3 separate regions of the Sus scrofa genome follow, and all the other regions are linked to region 1. Evidence: chromatin contacts called from public promoter capture Hi-C data. All regions are on one chromosome and are shown on one strand. The core of a region is the stretch at or near the end of the contact, and the rest is flanking DNA. Distances in the headings are between cores, read along the strand shown.

What was found. Promoter capture Hi-C pulls out the DNA fragments that hold promoters and counts their contacts.
Region 2: a contact with region 1 is called in a promoter capture Hi-C map of liver, with 2.6 times the contacts expected there. The contact joins the promoter of USPL1 here to the enhancer-like site in region 1. A contact is called at or near these places in 2 of 5 promoter capture datasets (fetal skeletal muscle and liver), 6 of 47 Hi-C or Micro-C datasets (embryonic fibroblasts, fibroblasts, liver and 1 more) and 2 of 2 datasets of contacts at active chromatin or transcription factors (alveolar macrophages and skeletal muscle).
Region 3: a contact with region 1 is called in a promoter capture Hi-C map of liver, with 4 times the contacts expected there. The contact joins two enhancer-like sites. A contact is called at or near these places in 1 of 5 promoter capture datasets (liver), 4 of 47 Hi-C or Micro-C datasets (embryonic fibroblasts, heart right ventricle, liver and 1 more) and 1 of 2 datasets of contacts at active chromatin or transcription factors (skeletal muscle).

What each region holds. Positions count from the first base shown.
Region 1 is chr11:7,149,633-7,152,332 of Sscrofa11.1, forward strand. No RefSeq gene overlaps it. Among named protein-coding and RNA genes, the nearest start is that of HMGB1, 49 kb to the right of the region's middle. Within about 2 kb of position 1,384, at least 12 of the 83 cell types and tissues checked have an H3K27ac peak or open chromatin away from gene starts, as enhancers often do. A contact at or near this core is called in fetal skeletal muscle and liver, where this site is marked.
Region 2 is chr11:7,319,873-7,322,572 of Sscrofa11.1, forward strand. It overlaps USPL1 (SUMO-specific isopeptidase USPL1), which reads left to right and starts at 1,315. Exons shown (of 9, transcript XM_021065545.1): 1 at 1,315-1,492. It also overlaps a transcript of HMGB1 not described here.
Region 3 is chr11:6,946,419-6,949,118 of Sscrofa11.1, forward strand. The region is part of intron 2 of LOC106505250 (a long non-coding RNA gene); the gene reads right to left. Among named protein-coding and RNA genes, the nearest start is that of KATNAL1, 120 kb to the right of the region's middle. Within about 2 kb of position 1,358, at least 43 of the 83 cell types and tissues checked have an H3K27ac peak or open chromatin away from gene starts, as enhancers often do. A contact at or near this core is called in liver, where this site is marked.

The sequences.
Region 1 (2,700 bases), core at 134-2,633:
AACGAATCTGACTAGTATCCATGAGGATGCAGGTTCAATCCCCGGCCTCACTCAGTGGGTTAAGGACCTGGTATTGCCATGAGCTGTGGTGTAGCCTGCAGATGCGGCTCGGATCCGGCGTGGCTGTGGCTGTGGCTGTGGCTATGGTCAGTGGCTACAGCTCCGATTAGACCCCTAGCCTGGGGACCTCCAAGTGCCGTGGGTGTGGCCCTAAAAAGATAAAAAAAAAACAAAAACCTATATAACTGTCACATGCTAATATTATTCAGTCTTTTTAGATCTTGTCGGGGGAGGGGGGAATGAAGAGCAAGGCTCTAGAGACAGACGGACTGTGTCCAATTCTAGCCGAGTCTTTCAGCTCCATGACCTTGGGTTAGATTAACTGACTTTCTGAGCCTCAGTTTCCCCAGGTATAAAATACAGACAATAATTCACATCTACCTTGAAAACCTGTGGCAATTCCTGAGTCACCTACAGGAAAATTCAGGACTCTGAGAGGCACATACTAAATAGCTAATACATATTAACACTTACTATAGGTGAGAATATTCCCACCATGAGTCAGGGTCTCAGGCTCTGTTTGGGGCACAGGAGCTTGTTTTGTAAAGACAGACTCTGCCCTGTAGCTAAAATGTCTGCCTCTCACCTCCACTAACACCTTTAAATGTACGTTTTTAAGCGCCGAGGTAAGAGGGGGAGGATGAGTCAGCAACCAAACATCAAATTAGAGTCAGCGGCATCCTGTCCATAATATAAGAAGCAACACTTGTACTATGAAACAGTATGGATTTTTAAGGAAGAATCATGACAGGAGGGTCTCCATTCTAAACCCACTTAAATAAAGGCACATCAAGCAGAGAAGCAATATATGCCACCATTCAAAAATCCCAAAAGTCACACTGTGCCAAAACTTCAAATCAGGATGAGATCAGTAGACAGAAATCCGAGGGAAAATGAACAAAACTAAAACAAACAAACAAAACCCAACACCTTGCAAAGGAAATCCTAGCTCCTTTTATACCTGTCTGTAGCTGCCCAGGCTTGTTTAACATTGATTAAAAAAAAAAAAAAAAAAAAAAAGCCAAATCAACTTTCACGAACTAATCTATGTGGTTTATAAAAAGGTAATCATTTGCTTTGTCAAACGGTTGGCAGCCTGGCTTCCGATTTTAAATTTTGTCACTCTGAAGAACTGTAATCTTAAAAAATAAGGAAAGTAGAGGCAAACCCTTGCCCTTAACGTTTTCTAGGCTCCCTTGTTTGCTTGAAGTGAGACTCTATTTAATACCTTCAGAATTTGCTCTTGCCTTGAAGCAACAGACAAGTATGTGCTGCTCTGTTCTAAATATGGGAACAGCGAGTCCAAATAGAAGATTGAAGATTTGCTTTGAAGCTTGATGTTGCCACTGCAGAGCCCCTCCCAAACGCTGGCAGCAGGCAGCAGGGCCCTGCAGCAGGAGAGCTCCCTGCTTCTAACAGTAACTTATTAATTCTGGCCTGTGTCTGGTCAGAGGGAAGGTCAGGAATCTGATTTTGACCTTGGGGCTTATAAGAATCCCATGGGAATCCTGAGAAAGGCTGAATGAGTGCTGTGATATTACTAATAATTAATAATGATGATAATGTCCCAAGTTTCTTATTTTAGTGCTTTTTATCTCCCAAAGGTTTCAAATCATTTCACAGACCAATGGGTTCACTCACTGTTGACCTGTAACCGACTCAGCCGTAGACTATTGCCCTGTTGTCAAGAACACAGCCACACTAAGCCTGTTTAAGCATGAACTGAAGAAAGATACCCACTGAAAATTAAAGTGTAAATTTTAGGTAGGCAGGTTATAATTATCCACTTGAAATCAAGCCAAGAAATGAAGTTCAATACCCTTCTTTTGTGAAAAGCACCTGGGCAGCTTTCCTGACCATGAACAGACCTCAGATCTTCAGCTTCTTGTCCCAGGGTTTCTCAACCTCGGCACTATTGACATTTGAGCCTGCATCATTTCTGTTGTGGGGTGTTTAACACCAACCCTGGCTTCAACCTACTAGATGCCAGAAACAACACACACACACACAAAATTGTGACAGCTGAAAATGGATCCAGGGAATTCCCTGGTGGTTCAGTGGGTTAAGGACACTGTGGTACAGGTTAGATCCCTGCCCAGGATGCAGCCAAAATAAACAAATTAATTAAATTTGCCACACATTGCCAAAATGTCACACATTGCCAAATGTCTCCTGGGGGGCGAAAATGCCGAGCTAGGAACCACTCTAACTCTATACAGTTTCAAGGGAGGTTAAAAACTACTGAATGACCAGAGCCTTTCATGGCTCCAGAAAGAGAGACACTTACCTGCTTTTAGGATTCAGAGAAACTTCAGTTATGAAATTGGTCTTCAATGATAATAACTTCAGTTATGAAACTTAGATTATGAAACAGGGACCTGAAATTAGGGTCCCCCCTCCAAAAAAAATTTTTTTTAAACTTGCAACCCTAGACTATTAAATGCACCATCCCCTGGGTATCGGGGGACGCCTTCCTGGCAGGTAACTTCCCCCAGAGGGCTGCTGTAGGTTATAACAAGCTAGCTCAGCGACATCCAGACATGTGCAGAGCCCACCAGCTCTCAGACTTCCTGGAGTCAGGACTCTCCCTCCTGGAATGTACAGTCTCTGTCAAACTGCGGGATGGAGGCCTGCATCTAA
Region 2 (2,700 bases), core at 65-2,564, 170 kb after region 1:
GTAATCTAGTACAACAAAAAGGTAAACAAAAGCTATTTTTCAGTCTAGCGAAAAACAAAACAAACTCCCTGTTGGATTTCTTGGCTATCTGCATTCAGAAGTACGGAAAACTGAACTCCTCAGTGAAGAATTCCTTGGTACACGGGACCTACTTCCTCTACCCTATCAAAATTTTCAGCAGTATTCCAGAATATAACGATTTAGTTTGGGACCAATAATAAAAAAGCCCCATAGTCCAAAATGCCAATAGTGGTTCTTCTGTACTGAAACGGTCAGAAACTACATATTGTTATTCCTGGACACAGAACCAATCGAGCGAAGGACTTCTGGAATATGCTGCCCGCAAGATTCAGAATGCAGACTCAGAAATAGCACACGAGATCACGATGTCCCCTAAGCCACATGACCTTCCTATGAAAGCAGAGCCTTAAACTTATAGACTACACGACAACTCCCCCTTTCCCTGAGTTAAAACAAGGCAGGGCAGCTGACAAGAGTGCAGCAGGGACCCTCCGGCTACTGATAAGTAAGAAAGGGTCCTGGCGCTCAAAGTCCCTGCGCTTTGGCTACTCCCCTTACCGTTAGAAGATCTGGGAGGGAGCAAAGGAGGAGAAACACCCAGAATCCTGGTGGAAAAGCCCCTGGCCTCGCAGATGGGGTTTAGGGAGACAGGGAGGGGCAGCTCCGTGTGTGGTGACCCTTTGTGAACACGCAATGTGGCAGCTCGGCTCCCACTGAGGCTTTAGGAGAGCGAACTACGGGGGCCTTGCGCAGCCCGCCGTCGAGGAGACCTCGTTGCTGCAGGGGGGCGCCGGCCAAGAGCCTCCATCACACCCTCCGCCTGCTGGGTAGCCCTTCCTCCTCGCCCGCCCGGCCACCCACCCAAGTCACTCAAGGGCGCATCAGCTTCCGACCCGGGCTCGCATCGCTAGTGCGCAACGGGACGCGCGCCTGCCTCTTAGCGTAATCCCTCCGCTGCCGGCTGCGCACTAGTTTTAATCACGCCCCACCCCCTGGTCGCTGGCGTCACCTCCACCACTCAAGCGCTTTCCATCAGCTTCCAGAAATGTCGCCTCCCCAAACCCAGCCACTCACAGAAGGCGGACTCTGCAGGCACCGGCCCCGCCCCTGAAGCTGCGGCTGCGGCTGCCAGCCGGGTGATTAAGGTATTAGGGTAGAGTTACAGCCCCGCCTCTCTGCGGAGGCCGGCCGGAAGTGTTCCGTTCCTCATCCTCCCCGCCACACTTACGTCCTTCCAGGCCCCGCGCGGAGCAGGAAGGGGAACTTTTTAGCGGCGGACTCTAGCCGGAAGCTGCTTTCCTAGCGGAGGGGCCGGTGGGGGAGGAGCAGGCAGGGTGGAACGTGGGTTGAACGTTGCACTCGTGGTGTGGAGCTCAGGCTGGAACAGGAGTTTGGAGGAAGCTGGTACGAAGAAGTGGAGAGTCCGCTGAGGATAAAAGAGCAGACGGAATAGTTTCCTTCGGCTGCCGAAGTAAGGAAAAGGGACAGAGCTGGGCGACCCATGGGATAGTCGGCTCGCCGAAAGGATGGGCTAAGCTGGGAGGGGGAAAGGGTGGGACTAGGTTTTGGTGGGAAGGTTTGGTGATTAAGGTATTAGGGTAGAGTTACAGATACGTTTGCACTCAAGAGAGGTAAAAACTGAAGAGAAACCAGAGGTCCCCCCCCTCCCCCGCCCCAAAGAGCATGGAGATGGGGAGAGTTAACAGAACCTTGCGCCTCCTCGGGTTTCCAAGATTGGGTTTCGAAACTGTCGTCTGTTAGTCTGTGATTCAGGACTGCTGGGTTGGGTACCAAATAGGTCTGGGCGGCGAAAGCCGACCCCATTCCTCGGTTTCAAGTCTGTTGTGGCCTCACCTTTGACAGTTCGTTTGCTGAGCCCACCTGGTCTTGGAGGGAAAGCTTCGAACAGACGGTTCTCTGGGTTTCCCCATTTTGCACACGGGCTGTGAGTTAAGCTTAATTGCTTCTTTCACTATCCCCAGGGCCAGATTTACACTTTCGTTGTGCTGTGACTGGGTCCATACTGGTCTAGTAATTCACACGCAGGCTTCTGGAGCATAGTCGAAGTAATGAAGCGGGGAGAGGTCAGGAAAAAGATGCTGGAGGTGAAATGGAGTAGAGGAGAAGACTGGAAAGCCATTGGTGTCAGTTCAGTGAGCTTTAGGTCATAGCACTACCTTTAGGTTGTACTGAGCTGTTTGGATTTTCCCATGATCAGAGTGAAGTCAGTAGATGGTTTTAAGCTGAGCAGCAGCAGACTCCAGACTTGTTTTATAGAAGCATCACTTTGGCAGTGATACAGAGTGAGGATGGGATGGAAAGAGAGGTGGAGATTTGAGATGCTTCCAAAGAACTATCCATAGAATTTGATGTTTTTCACTAAATGATGAAGAGGGAAATGAAAGAGTAAAGAACCGCTCAAATTTTCTAGTATGCGTGTTTGTAAGAATGGAGGTGCCAAAGTATATATGAGAGAGAAGGAGAGGAGCAGGTGATTTTTGAAGAGAGGACAACGAAAGCAGTCATTTAAGGCCAAATAAAGTTGTAAGAATCACTCCAGGGTTTTGTACATAGAACACAGTAAATCGTATTTGGAAGAACTGAATAGCCAGCCTCTGGTATTTTTAATTAAAGTGAATTTTCTTTTGGGGGTTCTGCATATTCAGGATTTCAACCACC
Region 3 (2,700 bases), core at 108-2,607, 200 kb before region 1:
CGGAGGCATCGTCAGATCCAAGAGTTAAGGGCTCAGCCCCGCAAGATGCCCCACCTCAGACGCCAGCCAAAGGCACGGATCAGACCACCTGACTGTAAATCAGAGGCTCCCGCCCCCACGCTGCGTCCATTCCAACTTTGAGGGGGCTCACGGGACTCAGGAGACGAGTTGATGCACTAGACCACTGGCTTCTTGGGAAGGATAAGAGTCACCAGACAGATGAAGAGATACACGGCTGAGGTTTCAGACAGAGAGGCTTCACGCCCGGTGACGTTTGGGGCCCAGCGTATCGTGGATACGTTCTGGCTCCTCAACTCGGAAGCTCTCAGAACGCCACCCTTTGGGGGTTTTACAGAGGCTCTGTCATATTGGGTGGGCACGAGTGACGAAGCCACTGGCCTTCAGTGATCGATTCACCTCCAGCTGCTCTGCCCCAGGGAGGCTTGGGGTCAGGGGGATGAAGGTTCCAACCCTCTCGTCTGGGGGTTGGTTGTTCTGGGGACCCCACCACCATCCTGCGGCGGCTGAAGGGCTTTCTAAAAGTCACCTCTTGGAGTTCCCGCTGTAGCTCAGCGGAAATGAATCTGATGAGCATCCACGCCAGGGCGTGGGCCCCAGCTGTCTCTTCCTCGGCCCTGGGTCCTTTGCCCCAAGAGCTCTCCTGCTGTAAAGCTGCCCTCCTCCCAGGCCTTTCTCAGCGTATCAAGCTTTAAGCAGCCAAGGTTGAGCCCTGGGCTGGGGACAAAGGTCAGAGTCAAGGCCGACCCAGCCCCAAATCTCATCCTATCCCAAGGCTCCAACCCGGCCCCGCTTCCACCACATACTCTCACACTTTTATTTGGAAAGGCTTTTAAACCTACAGACGACTTGAAAGAAGAGAACAATAAATACGTCTTTCCCCTGGCTCCCCCCGCTGACATCCTGCCACATGCGCCATGGCTCTGTGTCTCTGCCCTGAGCCACAGCCCAGGAGGAAGACAATGACCCAACCCTGTCATTAGTAAGGCTGACTGTGATAACAAGGAGTGACCACGGCCACATCTTCCCACGGAAGAGGCGGCCTTTCCATTCTGTAATTAATGAGAGGCTCATGGAGTGATGCGAACGGAAAGCGAAGCCACAGACCACCTCGCTAAACATCCTCGGGGCCACAGGAGGAAGCCGCGAACGCGGCAGGAAGGTGGCTGGCCTCCTGCTGCTGGAACTGAGATTCTCGCTCCCTTTAGTCTGCGTGAAATCAGGCGTGGAGATGAGGACGAGGACGGGTGTGCGGAGCGAGGGCGCCGCCAGGCTCTGCCTGGGAACCTCTCCCGGTCTTGGAGGGACGTGAAATTACCAAGGCCGGTAGGCGGGGCATCCCGTGTCCTCGTTAGCGGCCAACGGCGCTCAGGCCACCGGCTTCCGGCCTGGCTCTGTCACCGGCTCCCTCCCAGCGCGGGGCGGGCTCTGTGCGTGATGAACGCTTCTGCCTGCCCGGCTCCGAGGGCGAATCCGGGGCCCGTGTTCCTTTTATCACCGTTTTATACTCGTCAGGGTTGTTAAGTCATTTGGTATCCCAGGCAACCTGAAAGCAGCTCCCGGACGTTTTAACCCCAAAAAAGACAGTGCCAAGGGAAGAAAGACCTGTCCTTGCCAGGTGCCACTGTCGCATGCTCGCAGAAGCTAATGGATAACCTTTCAGGGGACGACTCCGCAGGGGCTGGGTGATGTCTCCGTATGTCTCGGGCTCCGGGTGGGGGGAGACGATGTCAGAGGAGACCAGCTCTGTAAGCACAGCTCTTTTTTCCAGCTATGCAAACAGACTTCTGTGAGCGTTTCCGCGGGGGACCCACAAGTTTCCCCTTCCGCCCAAAGGCAGGTTAATCTTGAGATGGTTCGGCCATGGTCATGCGATGTTGTCAGTGGTCTCCTGACACGTCCAGAGGACCCCCCCCCCCCGGACCCAAGCCCCTTCCAGAGGGCACCTCCAGCCCCACCACCCCTGACTTCGGAGCCGCCAAGTGCCCCCAAGCCAGGCTGCCTGCAGAGCTGCGCCCCACTCCGCCCACCCAGCAGCCTCTTTCGCAGCTTCCTTTGAAACCTTGCCCTGGAGTTCAGCTTCAGGATTCCTGTAAGTGCCCAGACAGAGAACCTCAGATGTCATGATTTTTCAGGCCCTCCATTCATAAAACACTGGGCTGTTTCCACGTGGGGTGTCTTGTTCCTCCCAAGAATGGAAACAGAAGAAGCTGCCAAGCCTGAGTCCCCGGGAGTCATGAACCGCATCCCCACCCCACCCCAGGATGGCGAGGCTCTGCGGCCCCAGGTCTGTACACGCGGAGGGAAAAGGAAAAGGATGTTGGAGCCTCCCGGGCCAGCAGACCCTCTGATAGACGCGTTCTTGCGGCGGAGAGTAGCCTGGGAACCCCTCGCTGCTTTTAAGCGCATCACGGGCAGGGAGGCGCGGGCTGCACAGCTGCCCACGCAGCGGAGGGCCCTGGGCACGGCAGAGCCCGGCGTCGTGCGCCCTCCGCGGTGGCACCTCTGCCGCAGCTATGGCAAGGCCCGATCCTTTTAACCCCCGTGCGGGGCTGGGGATCAAATCCGCGCCTCTGCAGTGACCTGAGCCACGGCAGTTGAATTCTCAACCCCCTGCGCCGCTGCAGGAATTCCCACTGTTTAGGTTCTTCTTATGCATACTAAAATTCCCTGTCCACAATT